Linked DNA regions of Gossypium raimondii: region 1 is linked to region 2. The links are chromatin contacts, called in public Hi-C maps. All regions are on one chromosome and are shown on one strand. The core of a region is the stretch at or near the end of the contact, and the rest is flanking DNA. Distances in the headings are between cores, read along the strand shown. Region 1 holds the start of LOC105772966. Region 2 holds the start of LOC105774026 (probable methyltransferase At1g29790).

What was found. Hi-C and Micro-C count contacts between places; a contact is called where the count stands out from the background.
Region 1: a Hi-C map of leaf shows a contact between it and region 2, with 2.9 times the contacts expected there. The contact joins the promoter of LOC105772966 here to the promoter of LOC105774026 in region 2. A contact is called at or near these places in 2 of 2 Hi-C or Micro-C datasets (both in leaf).

Annotation. Positions count from the first base shown.
Region 1 is chr6:46,078,593-46,084,560 of ASM2569854v1, reverse strand. LOC105772966 reads right to left here and starts at 2,400. Exons shown (of 2, transcript XM_012594503.2): 1 at 2,150-2,400; 2 at 1,306-2,061. The coding sequence starts at 2,197. The coding sequence ends at 1,480. LOC105772964 (chlorophyll a-b binding protein of LHCII type 1) reads right to left here and starts at 3,611. Exons shown (of 1, transcript XM_012594502.2): 1 at 2,544-3,611. The coding sequence starts at 3,496. The coding sequence ends at 2,699. It overlaps LOC105772963 (LRR receptor-like serine/threonine-protein kinase FLS2), which reads left to right. Exons shown (of 2, transcript XM_012594498.2): 1 at 1-431; 2 at 704-1,211. The coding sequence ends at 1,068. It also overlaps the pseudogene LOC105772965.
Region 2 is chr6:45,930,030-45,936,139 of ASM2569854v1, reverse strand. LOC105774026 (probable methyltransferase At1g29790) reads left to right here and starts at 1,489. Exons shown (of 1, transcript XM_012596332.2): 1 at 1,489-3,057. The coding sequence starts at 1,712. The coding sequence ends at 2,824. It overlaps LOC105774350 (hypothetical protein), which reads right to left. Exons shown (of 7, transcript XM_052632143.1): 7 at 6,013-6,110.

The sequences.
Region 1 (5,968 bases), core at 1,151-3,650, 150 kb before region 2:
CAAAGAATCTGATAAGAGCTTTTACAGAGAAGTCAAAAACTTGAGCCATTTAAGGCACAAGAATCTGGTCAAGGTACTTGGGTATGCATGGGAAAGTGAGAAGCTGAAGGCTGTAATTCTTCAATACATGGAGAACGGAAGTTTAGAGAGTGTTATACATGGCTCCATGATGGATCTTCATATCTGGACATTATCTAAGAGAATTGATCTTTGCATTTCAGTTGCTAGTGCATTGGGTTACTTGCATTCTGGTTACGATTTCCCCATTGTGCACTGTGATTTGAAGCCTTCCAATATACTTCTGGATGGTGATTGGGTCGCACATGTAAGTGACTTTGGAACAGCTCGCATGCTGGATGTCCATCTCCATGACGGAAGTAGCCTTTCTTCAACATCAGCATTTGAAGGCACTATTGGCTACTTGGCACCAGGTAATCTTCAATTATTCCAACTTATTAAGCACTCATCCATTTCTCTTATGTGCCAGAAAAATTTCCAACCCTGCAATATTTTCAATAAGCATCTTGAGAAAAGATATGGTCTCCCATGTTGCATGTAGTCTAGTTTCAACTATTCTAACACTAGAATTCCTTCATATCTTTGAATGGATCAAGTGATAATCAAATGACCATGCTTAAACAATTACATGCTTATAAACTTGCTGAGAAATGGATTACTGAGACATTACTCTGCCCTCATTCAGAATTTGCATACATGAGGAATGTCACAACTAAAGTGGATGTGTTCAGCTTCGGCATAGTCGTCATGGAGTTCCTAACAAAACAAAGACCAACTGGACTAATGGAAGAGGATGGACTACCAGTCAGTCTCCGTCAACGAGTTGAGAAATCCCTTGCTACTGGAACCAAAGGAGTCCTTCAAGTTTTGGATCCTATGCTAGCTTCAAATGATTCCAATAAACAAATGGAAGCAGTGGAAGAACTTTTCAAGCTAGCCTTGTTTTGTACCTCCCCTAATCCTGAGGAAAGACCCAACATGAACGAGGTTTTGTCTATCCTTTCGAAGCTAAAAGCAAATAACTATGAAAATGTGGCCATAATCTCATGAAGAATTGAGCACCCTGCTGTGTTGGAGAAGCATAACTGCAGACTCCATTCGATTCTAATGTATTGGAAGGATAAATATATGTAATAGCAGTTACTCTTCACAAGTGAGAAATGAAAAAGATTGCATCTTTGTTTTTGTCTTTAGGTTTTTGGCAATTAACCAATTAAAAGTATATATATCAGCAAATCTAAATAAATGTACAAACTTATATATATCATGTATATAAATTTTTGGAGATTAACCAATCAAAAGTATATATAAAAGCAAGTCCAAGCAAAATGTACAATTATAAATCAGCTAGTCCAAAACAAAAGAAAGTATTTTTATATTACCATTACCTTCTGACATTAAATGGTGATATGCAAAAGAAGAAAATCCATTGAATAAGAATCCTAGTAATGTCTCAGACTGTCAGTCTTTAGGAGGGTCAATCTTTAAAAATTCATCTATAATTGAAGGAAACTCCAGGGTTTGAAACCCAGAATCATCAGCACTCTCAAAAGCAGCTTTAGCCATAAGCAAGAAAGCCAACCTCAATGGCTCACTACCATTCCTGGAGAAATATCTAATCCAACCTTCCAGTCTTTCCACTTCTTTGTCACACTTTGGCCCTTTAACACCAACAATCTTCTCATAAAATCCACACTCACATCCACAAGAATTCCCTCCACCCACAACAGTTTTGTGCTTCTCTCTTTTCTGGGTTTCTCCCAGATTATCCGATAAACCCAAAAGCTGCATCAAATATTCGATATCATCAGTGTCTTTGCTTGTTGTGGGGGAATGTGGGGGATTAATCTGAGGTTGGGTTTCATTTGTAGAAACGGACTGAGGTGAAGAAGACATGAAAGCTTGAGGGGGTTCGCTGTTGGTTATGTTGGTGTTGGAAGGGTGGGTTAAGTGCAGGTAAAATGGGGTGCTTAAAGATTGAGTAGGGACATGGGGTTGTCCTGAATCTGGTTGGTCTTCTTCTAGTTTCAATCTTTTTTCAACCTGTAAGAATTTGAGGAAACGAATTCAGATAATATAAAAAGGCATGCACATATTTGTATGTAGCCATATACGATTGAATAATGGATACCTGTTTGAGAGATGAGAAGAAATTGCAGTGTAGAGATGGCGGTCGCATTATGCAAGTTTCTTTGTTCCTTTCTTTCTTCCGGCCGGATGCAAGCTTGGTCCCTTGCTATGCGCCTTTGCTTTCCAAATCACTGATTTTAACTACATATTTTTTCAATAATTTATTAAATTAAATAATAATTAATTTTAAATTAAAATTTTATTAATTTAAATAACCATATGAATTAATATTTGATACACCAATAATTTTAAAAAATTTTCATTTGTAAAATTTAAAAATATTACTGACAGTATACCAAATGGTATTACAACACCATAATTAAAATCTTTCCAAAAGCATTACAGATTTTGAGAATTTACAAATAAAAGTACACCAACCAACTAAAAACATGCGATGAAACAAGTGATAATCCTGGAAGTTTTCCCCATTTCTTGAGCTTTTTGAACGAAATTACAGAGATAAAATTCACATTATTCTCTCTCATTGATTTGCGACAATTTTAAACCACAAACACAACAAATAACATCACACACAAATCATTCTCTAGCCTCACTTTCCGGGGACAAAATTGGTGGCATAAGCCCAGGCATTGTTGTTGACAGGGTCGGCAAGATGGTCGGCCAAGTTCTCCAATGGTCCCTTTCCGGTCACTATGGCTTGGACGAAGAACCCGAACATGGAGAACATAGCCAATCTCCCATTTTTTATCTCCTTGACCTTGAGCTCAGCGAATGCCTCTGGGTCATCAGCGAGACCCAATGGATCAAAACTACCACCTGGGTACAATGGATCAGTCACCTCACCAAGAGGGCCACCAGCAATACGGTAACCCTCCACAGCTCCCATCAATATTACTTGGCATGCCCAGATGGCCAAGATGCTTTGAGCGTGGATCAAGCTTGGGTTCCCCAAGTAGTCAAGTCCACCCTCGCTGAAGATCTGAGATCCAGCCTTGAACCACACGGCCTCGCCGAACTTGACTCCATTCCTAGCCAAAAGCTCAGGGAAAACACATCCCAGAGCTCCCAACATGGCCCATCTGCAGTGGATGACTTCTAGCTCACGGTTCCTAGCAAAGGTCTCTGGGTCAGCTGAAAGTCCAGCAGTGTCCCAACCGTAGTCACCAGGGAACTCTCCGGTCAAGTAGGATGGAGGCTCACCGGAGAGTGGACCCAAGTACAAAACTCTGTCAGGGCCGTACCATGGGCTTCCAGAGGCAGCAGGCTTGGTGGCAGTTTTCCTCATGGAAACACGCCCATTGCCCTGGATTTTAGGAGTGGAAGGAGAGAACTTGACAGCCTTTCCGGCAAAGGATGGGGAAGAGAGGGCCATTGTTGCCGCGGCCATTGTGATTGTGAAGTGAGAACTTTTCTTGGGTGATGGAAGGTTTTGAGAATGATAGAAAGAATGCAAATACTCAAGGTTTATATAGGGAGTTTTGAGAGTAGAGATTCCGTAATCCCCTCCTTATCTATGCAGTATCTCTCATTTCATTGGGTGCTGAAGATTTTTATATTGTTCTTGCATGCCCGCTTAGCACTCTTTCACTCCACACATTCTCCTGGCAAATGTTTCGGAAATTTCTGTAATTCATTAGATTTGAATGCACAGTTTGACTCGTATTAAATTAACAGCCCTTCCACAATTTTCATGAGAAATACATTCATTTCCAAAGAGAAACTGAAGTTTGTGATGTTGAAATCATGGCAGCATAATAAAAATTACAAGAGTTTGAGTGGCTCATAAGATATAAAGCATCTCTGCAGAAGAAAATTCTTGTTTTTGCAACTGCATCTAAACACTTTGAAGTTGATAAGATTTAAGTTTATGGAGCAATTATGGCATCACATAAGAACTATAGTTTATTTAAATTAATTCCATATAATTTTCATTAATTTCAAGTAGTTTTTTATATTTGCAAGTTCATGCTGCTTTTTTTCCGGCTATCCCACCAAGAAGGGACGATTTAATTACTATAATTTGCTTCTGTTGCACTTAAGCCCATAGATACCTGTCCAGTTCAGATCAAGGTTAGAAAAGTTACAAAAAATAATGTAAACTTATCCTTGAATGGATACAGAAAGTTAAGCAATATGATATAATTGATATTAATTCCATCTTGTCGTGCAAATAAGAGTTGGATGTTTGTTCCAAATGGATATGGGGCTATCCGGAATCACAAGTGGCCTAATATCATTGGAGCAACAAGAAGCAATTAGAATTGGTAGAGATTGTTCACCCCAATTATCCTACGTCTGATAAGTGGGGCTAAAGGTGCCAAGTAGACTTTGCAAAATCGAACTTCCTAAATGTTGCAAACCAATGGGAATTGAGATATGGATATCCTAAGATAAGGACCCCTTTTCCTTGCAAAATTATTAATAACCCCATCCCACCGATCCCAACTACCACACCACCCCTCAGTTGAAGTTCCTTTCATTGCTTATCACTTTCAATTGTACAATGGCAGCAGCAACAATGGCTCTTTCTTCCCCATCCTTTGCCGGAAAGGCTGTCAAGTTCTCTCCTTCTACTCCTGAAATCCAAGGCAATGGGCGTGTTTCCATGAGGAAAACTGCCACCAAGCCTGCTGCCTCTTGAAGCCCATGGTATGGCCCTGATAGAGTTTTATACTTGGGTCCACTCTCCGGTGAGCCTCCATCCTACTTGACCGCAGAGTTTCCTGGTGACTACGGTTGGGACACTGCTGGACTTTCAGCTGACCCAGAGACCTTTGCTAGGAACCGTGAGCTAGAAGTCATCCACTGCAGATGAGCCATGTTGGGAGCTCTGGGATGTGTTTTCCCTGAGCTTCTAGCCAGGAACGGAGTCAAGTTCGGCGAGGCAGTATGGTTCAAGGCTGGATCCCAAATATTCAGCGAGGGTGGACTTGACTACTTGGGGAACCCAAGCTTGATCCACGCTCAAAGCATCTTGGCCATCTGGGCATGCCAAGTAATATTGATGGGAGCTGTGGAGGTTTACCGTATTACTGGTGGCCCTCTTGGTGAGGTGACTGACCCATTGTACCCAAGTGGTAGTTTTGATCCATTGGGTCTTGCTGATGACCCAGAGGCATTCGCTGAGCTCAAGGTCAAGGAGATCAAAAACGGCCGATTGGCTATGTTCTCCATGTTCGGGTTCTTTGTCCAAGCTATAGTGACCGGAAAGGGACCATTGGAGAACTTGGCTGACCACCTTGCCGACCCTGTCAACAACAACGCCTGGGCTTATGCCACCAACTTCGTCCCCGGAAAGTGAGCCTAGCGATTAAGAATGATTAGTCAGTGCTTTTATGTTTTCCTGTGGGTGTGATGTAAATTTGTTGCAAATCAACGAGCGCATAATGTCCCTTCAAACCCTGAATTGTCCATTTCCTCTCTGACAAAGCTTTTAATTTACATGCACATCGGTATTACCACTTGTTTAGTTGCATGTTTTGAATTAAATGGGCCTCCGGTGACCGAGAATGAGTTTATGGCCAATCCAGGCATGGCTTTATCAACTTCAATTAATCTCTCACCAATTCATGCAACGTTTATATTTTTTTATCAATATAGTTTTTGTTGCTTTTTTTTAGTTTAATTTGATAATTAACTTTTTTTTTTTTTAATTTTTAGTCATTTGTTGACATGACATAAAATAAATAGTGTCATATTGTCAAATGGGTTGTCATACCAGCATCGCTAAAAATTAATGTTTTAGTTAGCACTTTTTATTAAAAAAGCGGCTTGACTCTTTTTAAAAGATTAATTGTTAAATTTAGCTCAAAAATGAATAATGCCCAAATTGATAAAAGATATAAACGTTGAAGGCTAA
Region 2 (6,110 bases), core at 240-2,739:
ACATGGCAAATGAAATTTATAGGTCACCCAACTCCATGGCACCATCGTAAATTCAAATATTTCTTAAAACTATAACCATGTCAATCTCAAACATGGGCAAAAGTAAATCTATAAACTTCTAATTTCCAACTGCTAAAAAAAAAATTTAGCTAAGTGAAAAGTTGCCTTGTAAGACGCATTTTCCTTTCTCTTTATAAAAATAAAGTAAATCAGTAAATTTTGAGAAAATCAACATAATTTTTCAAATATTTTTTTTCAACATATTTACATAAATCAACCATCCAACTCCATTACTGTAAAAAAATCTATAAGGAAGGTCCTTGAACCTTCCTACTTGACACGTGTTCAGTTTCCTTTTCTTTCTTTTTTTATATAATATTGGTCGAATATCACTTTTAGTCCCTCTACTTGACACATGTTTAAACCTTCTCTTTTCTTTTTCCTTTTTGCATTTTACAGAAAATTGGTCAAATATCATTGTGGTTCCCCTCTAGGCCTAAAATTAAGATTTAATCTTTATATTTAAATTTATACAATAATTTGATCTTATTTTTTTTATAATGTTTAGTTCAAATAATTACTCTCATAATTTTTTATGTGAATTCTTTTAAACAAAATATTATTCTAATAAAAAATTATTTTAGCATGATGATTTGGAATAAGTTCTTTTTAAAATATTCATATCGGCTATCAAATTTATTAACCGTGCTAATTATTTAGATTAACTAATGATATGATTTTTCCTCCTTTTAGTCATTATAAGATAATAGTAAAATTTCAGTTTGATCTCTCTACTATCCTCATATATGATATTTAGTATTTATATTTTAATTTTACATAATTTGGTCATTGCTTATTTAATGACATTAGTTAGTCCATATAATTTACATACTTATATGTGATAGTTATCTTATTATTTTACTATCATATCCTAAAAAATTTATTTGTAGTTGAAAGGCTAAAGGTGATTATTTTCAATTTTGATTTTTATACTATGCTCAAATTTAAGATTTAATCCTTATACTTCAACTTCTTGACATAATTCGCACCTCAACTTTTACAAGGTCATTGATTAGCCTGATTATTTTTATTTTGATTAAAATGATGATGTAATATTTAAAAGATGTTAATACCGTTAAAATTATATATTAAATTCACGTCCATTGCAATACTCTTTTATTGTTTCATGAATACAATGCGAGTACTTTTTAAAAAAATTAAAATGTCACTTTAGTGAATTTAATAGAAAATTTTAATGAAGTCAACATTTGGAATTGAATTTTTTAATTTGAGAAATAGATGAACTAAATACGAGTGTCGAAAATAAATAAGTAGGGTTGAATTGAGAAAATAATGAGTTGAGAAACAAAAACTAAATGATTTCTTATCCTTAAAAAGTAATAATTTCGTTTAGTGGCTTGAAAATATATAAAGAAACTTTGGTTAATTGAATGAACATCTCCACATTCAGTGATAGTAAAGGAAGAAAATCTTGTCTTAATGAAGATGAGATGGTGACCCACCCGAAGTGTAATTTGTGAGTACGAGTAGAGATGTTGACCAAATTGCATTGACAAATATAGTAAGAATTGCAACAAAACACCCTTTTCCTTTTTGTTTGGATTCCAGATTCAATCTCCCATGTGAGAGCTGATGAAATTCGAAACAAGAGTAATCCAATCATTGTTGTAAGGAGGAAGAGCGCAAATCAATGGCTTTCACCATGGGCTTCAACTTCCTCCTCCTCTTAGCCATGGCGGCTACCAACCTACTCTCCCTTTACCACCTCTCTTCAACCTTCCAATCTCCCAAACCTTCTCCCCCTGTCCCTATCCATATCCCTCAACACCTCCTTCGCCACCTCAACGACATACGCGCCACCATCAATCACCTCACTGCCTCCACCTCTGATTCCAAACGCACTTCCCCCGTTCCCCATGATCTCATCCTCCATTCCCAAGTCGCACCCATCGCTTCTTCCTGCCACCGCCACCCGTACCTTCTCCGTAGATACATGAATTACACTCCTTTTTCGACTTGCCCTTATGATCTCGACCTCCAAGAAACGCTTATTCTCAACGGCTGCCACCCACTTCCGCGGCGGCGTTGCTTCTCTAAAACCCCGCCAAAACCCACTTCTTCCCTTCCTCTTAACCCTTTCCCAACTGCCCTGCCCGACTCCTCTGTCATCTGGACCAAATACTCCTGTAAATCTTTTGCCTGTCTTTTACAAAACAACCCCATAGACTTCGATCTCAACGCCCGACGCTCATCCCTTCTAAAATACGCTTCCGAGCTCGACCTTCCCGTTAACCGGTTCATGCAATTGGCTAAATCAGCTAACTCTGTGATCCGTCTTGGCATTGACATAGGCGGTGGAACTGGAACCTTCGCTGCTTTGATGAAAATTTTCTACAACGTCACGATGCTGACCACCACATTGAACGTCAATGCGCCTTACAGTGAAGCCGTGGCAGCAAGAGGGTTGGTGCCTTTACACGTGCCGTTGCAGCAGAGGCTACCGGTTTTCGACGGGACGATGGATCTGGTCCGGTGTGGGAGGGCAGTGAACCGATGGATACCCTTGCCGGTGATGGAGTTTATGTTTTATGATGTGGACAGAGTGTTGAGAGGAGGTGGGTACTTGTGGTTGGATCGGTTCTTTAGTAAAGCAATGGATCTAGAGGAAGTTTATGAGCCAATGATTGGGAAACTTGGGTATAAGAAAGTGAAGTGGGCAGTGGCTAATAAGACTGATCCAAGTGGTTTGAAGAATGGGGAAGTTTACTTGACTGCTGTGCTGCAGAAGCCTGTTTCAAGGTGATGATTGGGGGTTTAAGGTTTGAGTATTCATTGAATTTTTTTTAGGTAATTAATTGATTAGCTTCCACTTCTCTAATTTTGCTTGAATTTGTGAAGCACATTTGGGTTAGGCTGCCATATTCATCATTTCATTGCGTGTTTATAGTGAAATGACATGATCCTATCTAGTATTACAATACTGTGAATTGTTGTTGTTTAAGGTCATAATGAATGAATGTGTTGCTTTTCTGTCTATACCGAAATTTGAGCTAATGCTACAAGTTTTCATATCTCAATCTTAGCCTTTGCATTTGAACTTGTAATTGATTCAACAATCCCTTCTGTTTTTGCGTGTGTTTTGAGGATATGTTGCTGTAATGGTCTGAGTTAGGTGAAAGTATCTTTGTACTAGAAGGCGGATTATATTTTGTCACAACTTAATCAACTATTAAAAACTAGCCTCTGTATGTCAGAATAAAATACATATGGCACGTCACGTGTAACTCTGGTTATTTCATTAGTCATGTCAGTTTTAAATAGTAAAAATAGATGAAATTTTTAACAGAATAATCAGTTTGCTCTTTGATCTAACGTACAAGAACTAATTTGTCTATTTTTTGAGTAAAGGGAGCAAAATGCAATCTGATTCTTAATACAAAGGCTTCTATGGTACTTTTACCATCTGAGTTGAGGTCATAATATTTGAGAAGGCCTTTTGATATAAAGCTACGCCATAATCCACTCTCGTTTCCATAATGTCCTACTTTCCAACCTATCTGATGTTGATTTGCGAAACCTGAATGGTACTTGGCATTTCATACTGTTGAAGCTTTGCCTTTTATCTCTTCTTGACTCTGTCCTTCATCTAAAATTGTATAAATTTGCTCTATTCTCGCCTATGTTACCTAGACATGGGAATTATACCTCGATCTTTTTAATATATATTCAGTGAAAGTATACCTCATACTCATATTTGAATACCCATAATATGTTGAGCAATACCCTTGAAGGAAATTGGATAGTTTCCCATTCCTAGTGTAGAAACGCGAGAACATGATTGTGATGATATGATATTATTAGTAGCGTTGAGTTGTGTTATTGAAAAGTGAATTGTATGGCATATGTACTGAATAAACCAACCATTTGGCATCGAAACTTGGGTCAGTGATTTCCAGAGTAGGACTGTATAAATTTCAACAAGTTTTATGGGTGGAAGCTTCAGAACACATATCTCTGCACCAGAAAAGCATGTAAATGGTAAGGCTTCTTCCTTTGGGGTTATCAGGCTAAACTGATTCTGGTTTACATTATTGATTGTAACCAGTGAATTTCCAGATATTGATGTCGGATCACTGTTGCACTTGGTGTTTATTTGCTTCCACTGATGTGGATTTTTGTTTTATTTTTTAAGGAGCTTCTTAATGTTTTTAAGATTATAGATGTCATAAGTGATAGGTGCAACGCATTTGGTTAAAATTTTGGAGACGATATTATTAGGGGTATTTTGGAGACGATATTGTTAAGGAAGGGAGTAACCACGAAGGTCAAATATGAACTGTAAAACGAATAAAGAAAATAATTATAGAGAGGTCAAATATGAACTGTAAAATGAATAAAAAAATAATTATAGAGAGGGGGGTTTTGTAAAATCACAAGGTTGTCGTGGTGTCGTTCATTTATTTAAACATTATTCTGCCAGTGAAATTAGTGTGGAATAATGGTGCTAGTGGAACTAGTGTGGAATAATGGTGTAATGGTAATTTTGTAGATGAGCAAATAAAAAGAGATTTGGAGGTCAAGTTGGAGAAATAAAAAGTTGGTGGCTTTATAATTTATTTTAACTTCTCTCAATCAAACGAACATTAGAAATGGAATAATATTTGAATTAATTTCATTTCAGACGTAAATATTAATTTTTGGAGTAATATTTGAATTGCTTTTAGATATCAACTTCTGAGATAATTCAATTATTTTAGATAGAAATACTCTAATTTAATACGAATAATAAAAGGATTTTTATTTTTTAAAAATTCCAAATTTTCAATTCAAGTTGTGTACTATTTGCCGTTGAGTGTTGAACCCATACCTATTACTATGAGTTCGACTTCTAAGAATTTTTTGCCTCTGAATTGTTTGCTTCTTTTTCTTTCTTTCTTTCTTTCTTTTTTGTAAAAAAATTTGAAAATTAAGGTAACTTGAAGGATTTATGATATCAGGAGAGGTATGGATTTCTTAGCGTGTAGTTAGTTGTAAACTTTATCATAAGTTGAGTCACTTGTTTAGGTCTAAAAGTCTATCTAAAAAATTATAGGGTTTGGACAAAAAAATGAGACTTGCAAAATAGATTTAAATAAAGTAAGGCATGGCACATTCTCTATATGGGTTGAGCTTTGAGTAAAAATTTTTATTTGAGCTAACCGATCTGATCCGAATATATTATGTTATAAAAGTAATTATATTAATTATATATCTTAAATACTAATTATATATATTTATATTTATATTAAATTTTAACCTAATAACAATTACACCCATTAACCAAAACTTAAAAAAAAAAAACTTATCCAACTAAATATCTCAACCCATAATATAAAATTTTAAAATTATATTTAATACAATAAAATATTTGTATATTTATTGTATTTTTAATATAATAAAACATTTATTATATTTGTGGTAGTGTTTTTAATATAAATGCTTTTTACTATAAGTTTAATGTGTTAGAAAACTTTTATTTTAGCATTTTTAGCGTATTTAGTTTACTATATTAAAAAAAATACTTTTAAATAAAAACTAATTTAAAAAAAGTCAAATATGGGCGAGTAAAGTTGGACCCGAATTTATCTTTCCTAAATCGGGTCAAGCTTGGATAAAAAAAATAAACCCATTTTTCAAGCGAAACCAAACTTGAGATTGAAAAATAAATCTAAATACCTTAGATAATATCCGTCCAAACCCAACCATGATCTCCTCTAGGATGTTTTGAGAAAAGTTAAAATTAAAGAAACGGGTCCTGAAATGTTGTCATCCTAAAGGAAACCTCGGATCATTTCAAATAAAGTAACCTTACTTTGTTGGAGCACCGAGCATCCATCAATTTCTTCTAAATAAAGTACCAAGCTGCATTTCACATATCCACCATCTCATTTGGAGGCAACACTCTAATAATGCATGCGATAACCATACATATTTACTCCTCAACCCCTTGAATTCACAATATTCAACTCATTACTTCTTTATATGTATTAGAATTAGCAAATTGCATGTGCTTCATTATTTTATATCTAGTTATCCATATTTGTAGAATC